2 separate regions of the Gossypium arboreum genome follow, and region 2 is linked to region 1. A link is a contact called in public Hi-C data. All regions are on one chromosome and are shown on one strand. Each heading gives the region's core, a stretch centred on a gene start, on an enhancer-like site or on the middle of the called end of the contact. The rest is flanking DNA. Distances are from core to core; before and after follow the strand shown. Region 1 has its middle 17 kb from the start of LOC108471008. Region 2 holds the start of LOC108467132.

What was found. Hi-C and Micro-C count contacts between places; a contact is called where the count stands out from the background.
Region 2: a contact with region 1 is called in a Hi-C map of leaf, with 2.6 times the contacts expected there. The contact joins the promoter of LOC108467132 here to the enhancer-like site in region 1. A contact is called at or near these places in 2 of 5 Hi-C or Micro-C datasets (both in leaf).

The regions. Positions count from the first base shown.
Region 1 is chr7:22,157,768-22,160,467 of ASM2569848v2, forward strand. It overlaps the pseudogene LOC108471987. Among protein-coding and RNA genes, the nearest start is that of LOC108471008, 17 kb to the right of the region's middle. Within about 2 kb of position 1,329, at least 2 of the 2 cell types and tissues checked have an H3K27ac peak or open chromatin away from gene starts, as enhancers often do. A contact at or near this core is called in leaf, where this site is marked.
Region 2 is chr7:22,840,569-22,843,268 of ASM2569848v2, forward strand. It overlaps LOC108467132, which reads right to left and starts at 1,338. Exons shown (of 6, transcript XM_017767659.2): 1 at 604-1,338.

The DNA of each region.
Region 1 (2,700 bases), core at 79-2,578:
TCACCATTTGAATAGTCTATATCTTTATAATTTTTAAAGGATTAAATCAAATTTTCATCATTTTTAGAGGTCAAAGTGTAATTTTATCTTTATTAATTTAAATTTTTTTAAAAATTTGAAAGGTCTAAATGGAAAAGTTTTTATTTTAGAGGTGCCGGGGCCACTGTCAGTCCCTTCCTGGCTATGGCCTTGAATATATGTCTACATGTCATTCACTCATAGTAAACATTTTGTATTTATTTTCATGACTTCGTGCTGCTTTTGCAGTGTTCCCAGAACCCACTGAGTATTGCGAAATATCAAAACGACAAGGAAGTAATATTTTCCTTCTTTCTATTCAATTGGTGGGCTTATTGGACATCATCACTTGGAGTTTCTCACCTTTACCTCTCTTTCGAACTTATATGTTCAGCATGTATATGGCTACATTAATTTATCCAAAAACTAAAACGCCTAAGTTTGATAAATGCTTATTAAAATTCTATCTGTGGTTTGTCATATCCTCGTTTGAACTTTGCTGCCGTGTTTTGGCTCTTGATTGCAGCAGAGGTCGTCTTGATAGTTAATTTCTTGATACCCTTCTATTGTTGGTAACTTGAATGACTAGACTCTTTTTCATTTACTTCAGGTTATGGAAGTAGTCAACAAAATATCGGAACTCTTCCCTGGCGTGACGGGTCCTCCTTGAATTTGGTAAGTTCATTGTAGTTTTTGCTCAATTTGATTTCAGATGGCGGAGGTGATCGGATCTGGAGCATCAAATCCCATTCAAAATTTTAATTATAAACATATATAATATTTTTTTAATTACTCTTTAGATAAACAAATATCTAAGTAAAGCCGAAAGTAATTTCCAGGTCTTCATTCTTAATTAGTTTCAAACTATCTTATCTTCTATTTGGTGATTGTTAGTTTTCCCAAAAATGAGAAATTTCTTAAATATTTTATGATTTTCTGAGAAGTTAGATGTTAATTGGTTTTCCTTTTGAATTTCAAGAATGTTTAGAGACAACTGAAAATTTATTTATTGTTTCAAAAATTATGTATTTGAAATATTATTTCTACGTTTTACCAAATTAAAAATAATACATTAATTTCACAAAATATCATCTTCATTAGGCGCTGATTATTTTTTTTATCAAGGTACCAGGAGATAATTTAGGGAACCCAACGAAGCAATACTTAAATTGAAACTACAAATACAATTTTTAAGTTCAAATTTGCATTTTTTTTCATCATGATATGTTAGTGTTTTTTCTCACGTTAACGACCAAGTTTTTCTCTAAAAATTGTCGGTGATTAAGATCAGGTTCAAAAAATTAGCTTGAGCACTCATTGCATAAACAATTTTTTAAGTTTAAATTCGTTTAATAAGTCTTACTTTTAGATGTTTTTATTTATTCTTGTAGTATGCTTTTTAGTCTTGCTTTTGCAAACGATAGGGTTAATTTCGTTGCCATCTTCTTTAGTTTAGTGGATATTTAATTCTCTTGTCGATTTATGTCCACCATTTTGGACTATCCAGAACTGATTTTCTTATCAAGTGTTTATAATCACTTTTGATATGTTGTGCTTGAATTGTGACAAAATTAATTGTCAATGTATCATAATATTTTATTGATATTGAAGTTAAAACTTTTGTTGTATTGATAAAATATATCTTTCAACGCGTACAACAAGCATTTGTTATTTCTTCACGAATTGTATTAATGAAATTTCCTTATGAAAAAAATATTACAGTAACAAAGTAAACTAGTTTAAGTGCTTTTTTCAGTAGTTAACTTTTTGACACAATTTTTCAAGCAATAAACCATCAGTCCACTAATACAATAGCACACTACATTTCCAACAATTCTACAAGAATTTGCCATGTACTGGGCCAAATTTTCCAGACCCGTTACAAACAAACCAAAAATAAAAAAAAAATCCAATAATAAAAGTCCGATATTAACCCAAATACAAGACCAAAATTTAAATTTTATAACAGTCCAAAACTATTACAAATAACTTAACTAAACCAAGACCCAAATATCCATTTACAATGTGGCCCAATGGCCCAAAACCTAAACATAGGTTTAGCCAAACAGTTACCCCTAAGTAGCAAGGCGCGCTGCAGTAGCCACCAAGCAACCCTTTGTCCTCACCGCCAGCGCAGCACCGTACGACCACCAAGCTCCATACATTCGTAGCTGCATGAAGACAAGAACAGCACAGCAAAAAAAGCAACAAGGAGAAAAATAATAGAAAAGGAAATTTTTTGTATTTTTGTATTTTTTATTTTCGGCTATATAAAAGCCTTATTTTCATTGTAATGAGGAGGCAATACGCGTATATTAGACATACTGGAATACAAAAAATAGATTTACAAAGCAATCAGAAAAGCAAAAGTTTCTAAAGGTGGTGCCTTTACCTTCAATTTATTCATTCCTTTTCTGCATCGATTTCCATTATTTTTTTAGGGATTAAAAGAAAGAAATATAGGAGGGGGAGAAAGAGAGAATGAAGATCTCACCTGGGTTTCGCCCGTTGCCACCGTGGTGCCCCCTTTTTCTCGCTGGAATCAGCATTTAGACGAAGGGGTTTGAGAGCATTTAGGGGCGTTTCAAATTTTTTCTTTAAAGGGGTAGAAGATTGATATTTTCCAGAAAATTTTTGCTTTTGTAGGACGATCAGACGACGTTGTTTTGGGTCAGTTACAAT
Region 2 (2,700 bases), core at 88-2,587, 680 kb after region 1:
ACATAAGACTTCAGTGTCCAGATATCTTCACAGGCACTGACAAACAAATAAAGCTGTACGTTGTAAGATAAGAGACACAATCGGCATTGTTGACATCATACATTGAAATTAGTTATTACAGAGATGAGCTTCTATTGGATTATAAAAGTGAACAAAAACAAGCAATAGAAGGGTTATAAGTGCTTCAAGGTGCAAAACTCTAACTGGGAAAACTTTTGGCTAATCCTGAGCTACATTTTTTAGAATATATTTTGATTCTAATCAAACTTTGCACTTTCAACACCACTATTTACTTCATCAGTAGATCACTGTTGATGTGCACCTTAAAACCTTGTGCAAACGCTTTAGACTTCAGGTAGTGTGAGCTTCATCGATTATGTTTAAAAGCAAGTGAATTTAAACCCTTTTTGAAACTCTTATCCAACATTATTCATTGTAGCAATTTCACAAACATGCAAAATGGGAACTGAGTGAATGAAATGTGCAGGCATCAAATCATTGACAACTCTCAAATCCGTGTGGGAAAGTTGTACAGCAAAAAATCAAAAGCAAAAGGATGAGAAGTAAAGGAACTGAAAGAAAACGGGTAAGAGGAATGAGTACAATTTATCTGAAATTGTGCTGACAGCACCGTATGGAAATTTTCTTCAATTTCAAGTTTTAAAAGAATATCCCGAGTTTTCCAAGCCAAGCAATATCCATCCTGTAATCAAGTCTAGTCTAGCATAAACGATTATGATGATCTAAGCAACAGAAACACCGAAATTCAAAAAAGAAACTTATAGGAAGTTGATAATTTTTAGACTCAATGCTCGGTCAAAAGAATAGTTAACTCAATCAAACAAGGAAAACAAAGGTTGAAAACTTCCAAAATTTTAAGCTTTGCCAATTGTTTAAGACCCCATAAAGCTAAAACTGGAACAGGGTTTTCAATTCATCCCAAGCTTCCAATTTTTATTGACTTTAGAAGCATCTGAAGCAAAACAAACAGAAATAATAACAAAAAGGTAAACATACCCTTTGTTTTAGAGAGAAAAATGAAGAATGAGAGAGCCAACTAATGAAGAAAGGTTGCTGAATGCTAACGAAGAACAGGAGAAATATAAAAGAGACATTATCATGGACATGGTGTCGGTTTAAAGATGCAGATGATAAAGAACAGGAAAGCTAGACAGACATATAGAATTGAATAAAAGTGGGAACTCTAAGCTAAGATCTGTATGATGAAAAAGGCTCATGACTTAATAATAATTTATTAATTATAAATGATACAGGAAAAAGTTGTGCCTTTTTAGTTACCAATAGGGAGGAAGTCTCTCAAGTGAATGAATGAATAAATAAATATGAACTTTAGGGAAAAGATTCTAAATTTGGGTAAAACTTAAAAGTTATCCAAGAATAACCAGAAGATTAATAGTTGGAAGGGATTTGGTTTAATTTGTAAATGGTGAGTTAGGGGACCATTGCCTATCACATCATTCATTTATTTTTCCACAAGTCATAATCACTCCCACAGAACAAAATGATATTCCAAATGGCTAAACTATATATCCTCTCAACACACAAAAACAAATATGAAGCTTCCTTTTTCCTTTTCCGGCATTAAGAAAACATGGTGTTCCCAAAGATGGTCATTTTCAATGAATTAGATGCAAACTCCATCGTCATCTTAAAATTAAATTAAAGAAAGCTTGAATGCACATAATGGTAGCAAAGCAAAGCAAAGTACGAATAATATTTACATATATTGATTCATTCAAAATATATTACAGACAAGCAGATAAGTATGAATAAGAATCAGACAAGAAATAGAGTAGACTTCAATCAAATCAGATTTTGCAGTCTCCAACAGTTGTTCATATATGTGATGTTATGTTATTACTCCAATTGGCACCATTTTGTAAGCGACTGAGTAACTCATTCTCTGGCACTGCAGTGCACATTAAACATATAATATTTTTGTACAGATTTTGTGTGTCTCCTTTTTTTTGATTTTTTGATTCAATAGTTCAAGTCTGTGGGGAAGAGGGAATGTGTCAGTGTTGTTTTATTTTATTGGATAAATTATATTAATAGTGATTCAATTATTAATAATTTTTTAATTATTTAATTATAAAAATTATAAAATAATCACTTAATTATTTAATTTTATTATTTTTCTAATGATAGTTTTAAAATTGACATAATAACAATTTTAATACTCAACATTTATAAATTATGTCAATTTAGTCTTGATTTTAAAATATTTAATTCACAATATTTACACATTGTGTATTTTGATTTCTTTTTGTTGCTTTTTTGGTGGCATTGAAGGTTTATTTTAAAAGAATGAGAAAAATTAAGATTATTATATTAAATTTTTAGGTGTTTCTATATTTTTGTGTATTTTAATCAAATTTAGTTAATAAATTTGTGTTTTTTTAGCTTTTTAGGTGAAAGGGTCACAAAGAAAAACTAAAATTGAAAAAAAAAGAGACTAAATCACACAATGTGTAAATGTTGAGGTTAGATTTTTAGAAACAAGACTAAATTGACACAATGTATAAATATTGAGGGTTTAAGTTGTTATTATATCAATTTTAAAAGTTTCCTATCAAAATGACAAAATTGAATAATTAGGTGCCATTTTGTAAACTTTTATAGTTAAATGGTCATTTTATAACTTTTAATAATTGAATGAAAAAATAATTATTAATAATT